Linked DNA regions of Mus musculus: region 1 is linked to region 2. Evidence: chromatin contacts called from public promoter capture Hi-C data. All regions are on one chromosome and are shown on one strand. The core of a region is the stretch at or near the end of the contact, and the rest is flanking DNA. Distances in the headings are between cores, read along the strand shown. Region 1 holds the start of Mgat4d (MGAT4 family, member C). Region 2 overlaps Tbc1d9 (TBC1 domain family, member 9).

Region 1 (3,803 bases), core at 230-2,729, 88 kb after region 2:
CTCTCTTTCCCACCCTACAAACTTTTTCAAATTGATAATTCATTTGGGGGGACCCAGAAAATTGCTGACCAATCCACCAGCCCATTGAAAATTCTGTGTGTGTGTGTGTGTGTGTGTGTGTGTGTGTGTGTGTGTGTGTGTGTGTTAGGGAACCAGTAACACATATGACTTCCTATCATGAGATTGACTGTAACCTACTCCTTCCTGGACTCCGTGTGTGTGGTTGGAACATAGCTGCACTCCACTTGACCTTAGCTCCTGCAGCACTTTCTCCTGAACGTTGAGTAACCTGCGGTAAGCCATGACTTGGAGGCTTGAGTTCATGTCAGACACTAACAGTTTGGTATTGCTCTGTGTTGTAATTTACAACAATGCTCGTTTTCTAAGTGAAGACCCTTCCTGGGACTTTATCACCTGGTGAGGAAGACAGGAACTGCTAAGCCGTAGTGACAGGCAGATAGTAGTGCACTAGGAAAATCATCTTATTGGATGAATTGTGGACAGCCTAGGGTGGCGCCAGTTTGAATGTCACCATAACAACGTGGGTGTCAGGGCAGAAGTGGGGATCTAGAAACATGTCCCTAAGAAGGACTGTAAACATTTTATAGATGATGAGTGTAATAGCAGTCAGAAGGACCTGATGCCCTTGATAAAACTGAGGGGCTTTGGCGATAAAGAGCTTGAAGGAGAGGCTTAGACTTACTGGGGTGAGACATGCAAGAAAAAGGCTGAAAACCAGTTAGTTGGTGCTCCAATCAACACAGAGAAGCTGATGTCCTTCTGACGATATTTTCCTTGATACCTTCCTTCTCTATAGTAAGGACTTTCTCCATCGCTTCAGAGACTAGCAAGTGGGTTTATGTGTCTGTCCTAGCAGGGTTTGCTTGCCTTGTGGCCTCCAAGAGAGCTCAGCAAACGCCTGGGAAATGGGGCGGAAGAGGGGCTGGAGGAGCAGAAAAGTGAAGTAGCTATCAGCTGTCTTTGCCTCCCTCTTCTAGGATCTCACTACTCACAACTCCCGGCCATTACTATTCAGCGCAACATTCTCAAGCAGGTGGGTGTCCAAATCTTTTAAAGCTTTCAAAGGGGCCAGAAACTGGGTGCTCTTGCAGAAAAGAGATTGTGCATCACCCAAACACTGCCTGCAAGTCTCCAAGAGAGATCAGAGTGTAAAGACCAAATGGGAAACATGAAGGGCTGTGTCATGTGTTTCACACCTTTGAATCGAAATCTGATGAATTCTCGCAGGAAATTACCCTAAGATGATAATGTCTGGTCATGGCCAGGCAGCGCAGGGCTGACCCACAGTTTTTCACAGCCTTGCCAAAGGATTGTAAAGTGTGGTCAAGAGGGGACCACGATGTGCCTGGGAGAAAGTGTTGGGGACCTGAGGACCGTAGCAACGGCCCCTTGGGAGGGCGAGCAAGCACGCGGGGTCAAGGACGCAGGCTCAGTGCCTGTGCAGCCTGGTGTTGGCAGTGACGCTGCCACGATGAAGGCCAAGAACGTTAACTTGCTCTTCGCCTTCGTTGCCGTCCTGCTCTTTGGTTTCTCGTGTTTCTGCATCTCCAGGATGAACCAAACCAGTAAGCGGGGGTGGGGGGGGCGGGGGTGGTGGAGTGGGGTGGGGTTGATAGTGGGATATGAGGGAGATGGGGGGCGCTCTCCATCCTGCCTCTCGGGATGCCCCATCACCAGGGGCGGTTGGGCTGTAACCAGCCCTCGCAGACACCGTGGGGCACGGGACGCGTGCTGATGGATCGGCCTCGTGCTAGCAGGTCCCCCCAAAACTGCCCCTCGCCTCTCCTGCTCATCCTTCCTCCAGATCTCTTCAATATATCGCAAGAGCTCCAGGACTTTCTTCCTCCTTTCTCAGTAACTTTAAATATTTTCAGAGAATTTAGGAGCACTTACAGAAAGACAGCCAGGTTGTCTTTCCTCTCTTTACAAATTAGCTGGTGTTTGATTTCGGCACTCAGGAGGCAAAAGCAGGCAGTCTTTACGAGTTCCAGGCCAGCCAGAGAGCGGACGACGAATTTTCTGGGTAGATAGCCTTTTTTTTTTCTGTAAGTTTGTGGGATTAATAATTTACTTGTATGAGAATATTTAAATGAGGAGGAGGAGGAGGAGGCATCTCTGTTCTTGTCTGTTTTGTTCCCTGATGTGAACCTAGTGTCCAGGAAGAAAAACAAAAACAAAAACAAAAACAAAAACCAACTAACAACATTGTTTGGCATAGAAAAAAAATGCCAATTAATAAAAACCAATCAGGTAAATGAGTGAATGAAACAATAGCTGTCTTGCTGTAAGTAACTGATCAATGAGGACAGTGAGAGAAAATCTGCCTTTCCATGGAGTTTCCACAATGCTTGTGGGGGTAAAAAACAAATATTGCTAAAGCTTAGGACTGCAGCATGAACTCCAATATTGGTGGCAACAGAAAAGGACAATACACTGGGAACTTGTGGAGGTGACACAGGGTAGCCCATAGTCCAAGAAGAGGAGAAGCTGAAGCCACTTGGTGGTGCTTGGAGATCGAGATCACACGACAGAATACCTCCGATGGAGAGGCACCACTGTGCCGCCTTTGGCAAATATTCTCTGCACCTTTGTGGTACTTTCCTATAGATAAGCGTGGGGTAAGGGTCTCCTGGTGGTTTGGGTTTCTCTGGGAGATGCATCTGTTTGTGGCTACTTTGGGGGTCTTGCTGGGGTCCCCCAGCTGGCCATTCTTTCCTTGATGTGGCGTATAAGTCTCCCATTAGAGCTGCTCTATCACAGCCCTTGTGACTAGGGCTGTGTCATCAAGGAGGTAGACACTTTCCGTGACCCTGCAATACTGATTTGGGCCACAGCGACCTGAAGATCTATACCACTTCAAGCTGCCTGCCTGGCAAGCGGTGTCACAGATATCCCATCTTGATTTAGCTGGTTCTTCGCATCCCTGATCCTCTTCAACTGGCAACAGGACGACTTGTAGGCTCAGTGGTTTTCAATTTTCAGAGAAACACGCCTCAGCCTGTACTGGGGGAGAAGAGTATCATATTTTTATCTTCTCTGCACTCTCTTTGGAGGATCAAATGCAGGAGTATATTAAATCCCAGCAAGGTCTGGGCCCTTGGGAGTATGGCAGACACATGAAACTGGATCAGCAACTATATAGTAAATGCTCTGAATGCTGACGTACGTTTTGATTGGGTGTAAAACATTTTTATGATGTTCACAAGAAGCACCTTTAGAGGGCAAAAATGCTAGAACTGTAGAAGAATACACACTGTAGAAGAAGAATACACACTGTAGAAGAATACACACTGTAGAAGAATACACACTGTAGAAGAATACACACCCACAAAGCCAAGGCAAGGGGAACCCGGGAAGCTGTGTTAACATTAGCACAGGAAACCCTAACAGAAATGTTTAACAAACGTGACCACTCCGGAGACCAAGCAACTGTTTCCACTGCACAGCCTTTGACTTCTTGAGGATTTATTATTTATTCCAGGGTCTGAGTACAGGTGGGTCACAGGTTTCCAGGAAGGCCAGAAAAAAGATCTCAGATCCATGGAGCTGGAGTTACAGGCGCTCATAAGCTGTTTGACGTGGGTGCTGAGAATCAAAATCTAGTCATTGGAAGAGCAGCAAAGGCTTTTCTACAGTGTGTCATCTCTCCATCCCCACCACGTTGATTTTTACTTAGGAAATTGGACATTTAATGAGGACTTGGAATTTATTAATTTATACAAGCTTCTCTTGAAGAACTCTCCAGTCTCTTCAGTTCTGAAGCACAAGCATCTTGCTCATCT
Region 2 (3,911 bases), core at 1,248-3,747:
GCACAAATGTTGTGCCTTCTGTACAATGGCTTTTTTCATCAATTGTTCCCTGCCTTTTGTGAGACAGGTTCTTCTTTACTAAACACAGAGCCGCACAATTTGGCTGCCATTCCAGAAAGCCCCATAAATCCCAGTCTCCCATCTTCCCAGTAATGGTATTATTGGTTTTTGGGTGGCAGGGATTTGGTATGGCTTCTGGGGATTAGAACTCGGGTCCCCAACCCTGACTGGCAAGCCCTTTGCTGGTGGTCACTGTAGAGCAGTCTCTCCCTGAGCTGCTGTTCAGATCAGAAGATGTCCCCACCCTGGGAACTTTTCTCTCCTAACTGACTTAACTGACTTAGCTAGAAGGAAACGATAACTTGGCAGACTTAGTGGGAGTGAATCTTCTCGTCATTAGGGAGTGGCAATTCCTACCAACTCCTGAATTGGGCTGTTTAGGAGAAATAAATATTAAGATTTGGTTTCTTGTCTGAGTTAGGAAGACATCAGGCAGTGCTAGGTGTTAGAGTTTGGAGAGATAGCCAGCTCACACAATGCCCGTGTGGATAAAGGAGCATGGAGATCGGCAAGTGTTCCTCCCTACCTCCTCCTCTCTGAGCCTTAGAGCTCCCCATGCCCGTAAGTGATTAACCACAAGCCTCAGATCCAAGCTTTCTTCTTGAGGGGCTTTCACTCGAAGAAGACACGTGTGACTTTGAAATTTAGTTCTGTCACTGGGTATAGGACAATCTCTACATTATTGATTTACAGTCCCTAAATGGCTTTCTCATCACTGTCACAGAGTCGTTCGTCCTGTACCGCAGGTGTTTCCACCAGTCTGTGCATGTGACCCTGCGTGCTTGAGCACATTTTTTTCAGAAACACCAAAATTCCTCCTTTCTAGAAATTTGGAACTATCCGGGCCGATTTGATTGAGCAGATGCGATTCAAGCAGAGGCTGAAAGTGATCCAGACCCTGGAGGACACCACCAAACGCAATGTGGTAAGCCCCGTGAAGGGCAGCGGGGAGGGATGGGCGGTGGGACGGGGGCGGGGCAGGGGCGGGGAATACCTCACTTTGCCCCTCCCAGCTCACCCTCCTGCTGCCGCCCCCCCCACCCCCCCAACCCCCGCTCCAGCTTGGCAGAATTTGAGAAAGAACCTAGAGGCTTTCTTGGTGTGCCATGTTTTGAGTCTGCGCGCTCCCTTACAGGTACGGACCATTGTGACGGAGACGTCCTTCACCATCGATGAGCTGGAAGAACTGTACGCTCTTTTCAAGGTGAGTTTCAAAGTAAATTCAGAGGGATGAAAAGAACTTAATATGATGAAAAGAAGCCGTAATCGCTCAGTGAGTCCTTGATCTTTCTGTTCGGTGATTTGGGGCTTCCCTGGGTCGCCAATATACATGAGAAGGAAGACAGAGCCGGGAGAACAAAGCTGTCCTGCTAAGTAGGAAGAGTAAATTGGCTCTCAGCATTAATTTAAGTGGACATTTTAGCTCTCTTCCTCACCATCTGGTACAGTTAGTTTTCTTGGACCTTAGGACATGGGATCTTGAGTTCTAAAACTCCATAGACCAGTGGTGATCAAAGTTCAAATTCTGCCTGAAATTTCTATACCTACTAAGCTCCTAATCACCCTTTAAAAAATGTATAGCTAGAAGCAGCAGCATGGTATGTAGGAGACGTGGTTAGAGTTCACTGTTTCCCAAGTCCCCTGGCGGTGGTGGCCAGTTCTGTTAGTGCTGTGGTGATGCAGAACATCACGGAAAAGGAGGAGAAAATCTTCACAGCATGGCAGCCAAGGAACAGAAAAACACTAAGAGAGGTCCAAGACAAGAGAGAGTCCTCTAGAATATGACCCACTTCCTCCAACCAGGCTCCACATCCAGAAGTTTCCGTCATGCCCCGATAAAGCCAGCAAATGATTAATCCACTCATGAAGGAAGACCAGGCAATTGTGACTCAGTCACATCTCAGTGATGGGATCCATCCTTCAGGGACCAAGTTAACAGCATATAGCATTGTTGTGGGGATGGCTCATAGCCAAACCCTAACAAAAACTGTCTACACGCCTAGCGAAGGGCATCATGAGCTTAAATTCCTGTGGTTTCCATTTGTTCGTTGAGCCACTATTGGTATTGATCCTTAATAAGGATCAATAAGGATCCTTAATAAGAAAAATATAACCTAATAAGTTTTAAATGTGATTCTTCTACAGAAGTTTTTTGTCTTCTCTGGTCAATGTCACGGGTTGGAGTGTGGCAGTTAACACAGTACTTGGGAGTTGGAGGCAGGAACATCAGTTCAAGGGTGATGCCAGCCTGGATTGAGTGACACCATGACTCAGAAACAAAAGCCACCAGCAGATCTCAGTGTGGTTCTTTTGAGCAGGTGAAAAGATGATCTAGGAACAAACATAGAAGAAAGCATGGACATCCTGTAGACAGCTCTTACAGGAACTGAGCATAGACCTGAAGGGTCTCCCTAATGCGCCCTCCTACATCTTCACCACTAGAGGGCGCCAGTGTCATTTTTCCTCTCTCCCCTGGTAGGGAGGCCAGATGTGTATTGACTCGATACACAAGTCAAGCTCCTGCACTCTTCTGATGAAACACTGATTTCTATCCACCGCATCAGGAAACCACTGCTGAGCCTAGCTCTTCGTTCTCACCATGGTATCTTCTAGACTTACAGTTTCACAAGCTAGGTGCTCCTGTGTATAGTAGGAGGCCCACACACAGGCAGATTGGACACTGTGCCTAGGGTAACAGCAGTGGTCTGGGGCTGTATGAGTGACAGTAACCACTTTGCAACATTTTTCAGGCTGAGCATCTGACCAGCTGCTACTGGGGTGGGAGCAGCAATGCCCTGGACCGACACGACCCCAGCCTGCCTTACCTGGAGCAGTACCGCATCGACTTTGAGCAGTTCAAGGGCATGTTCGTGCTGCTCTTTCCCTGGGCGTGTGGCACACACTCCGATGTGCTGGCCTCCCGCCTGTTCCAGCTGTTAGATGAGAATGGAGACTCCTTGATTAACTTCCGAGAGTTCGTCTCTGGGCTGAGTAAGGATGCGATATTCTTGTATGAGCTGGGTGGGGACAATGGGGGTGTCACCTGGGGTTCCCCTCGATAGCACTCAGGGTCCCCACACTGAGTCTAGAGGAAGGAAGAATGCATACAAGGTTTGCATGCTAGTTGTAAGATTGTGTCTGGTTAATAGCTGTATTAATGGGTAATCTACAGCCCACTTGACACATGAGACAGATGGGGTTTTTTTTTGTGGGTTGTTTAGTTAGTTAGTTTGTTTGTTTGTTTGTTTTGAGATAGGGTTTCTCTGTGTAGCCCTGGCTGTCCTGGAACTCACTTTGTAGACCAGGCTGGCCTCGAACTCAGAAATCCACCTGCCTCTGTCTCCCGAGTGCTGGGATTAAAGGCGTGCGCCACCACGCCCGACCATGAGACAGATGTTGATATGAGTTCAGAACATGTTATCAGGGCGCTTGTAAGAAGATTCATCTGGTGAAGGTGCCTGCTTCCAAGTCTGATCTGAGTTCCCGTACCTTCCTGGTGGAGAGGGAGGGCCAACTCTCACAGAGTGTTCTCTGACCTCCTTCACACAGGACTGTGGCAAATACACACACACACACACACACACACACACACACACACACACACACACACACACACACATGCACACACACACCATAGACATAAATAACTAATATGTAGGCTTTTTAAAAAAAATACATGAATAGAGAATGCATATGGCAGTAAAATGCTAACATATCCTGTCAACCCTGACAGGTTTCCCAGGGAAAAAGGAATAGCTAGATGGTGGATTGGATTGTTTTACAAAACAATATAAAAATTAAGAGATACCCTATATAGAATAATCACATATAGGTAAGCCTTTGTAATATAT

Evidence for each region. Promoter capture Hi-C pulls out the DNA fragments that hold promoters and counts their contacts.
Region 1: a promoter capture Hi-C map of stem cell-derived epiblast-like cells shows a contact between it and region 2, with 2.2 times the contacts expected there. The contact joins the promoter of Mgat4d here to the enhancer-like site in region 2. A contact is called at or near these places in 25 of 39 promoter capture datasets (the 3T3-L1 cell line, 3T3-L1-derived adipocytes, the C10 cell line and 16 more), 8 of 15 datasets of contacts at CTCF or cohesin (CD8 T cells, the G1E-ER4 cell line, the NIH/3T3 cell line and 5 more), 109 of 484 Hi-C or Micro-C datasets (the 3T3-L1 cell line, 3T3-L1-derived adipocytes, the AML12 cell line and 53 more), 18 of 115 datasets of contacts at active chromatin or transcription factors (astrocytes, bone marrow-derived dendritic cells, bone marrow-derived macrophages and 6 more) and 5 of 9 other capture datasets (adipose tissue, embryonic stem cells, liver and 2 more).

Annotation. Positions count from the first base shown.
Region 1 is chr8:83,346,993-83,350,795 of GRCm38.p6, forward strand. It overlaps Mgat4d (MGAT4 family, member C), which reads left to right and starts at 1,480. Exons shown (of 11, transcript NM_026233.2): 1 at 1,480-1,586. The coding sequence starts at 1,493.
Region 2 is chr8:83,258,109-83,262,019 of GRCm38.p6, forward strand. Tbc1d9 (TBC1 domain family, member 9) reads left to right here. Exons shown (of 21, transcript NM_001111304.1): 14 at 887-985; 15 at 1,196-1,264; 16 at 2,811-3,051. Among named protein-coding and RNA genes, the nearest start is that of Ucp1, 30 kb to the right of the region's middle. Within about 2 kb of position 2,498, at least 26 of the 459 cell types and tissues checked have an H3K27ac peak or open chromatin away from gene starts, as enhancers often do. A contact at or near this core is called in epiblast stem cells and stem cell-derived epiblast-like cells, where this site is marked.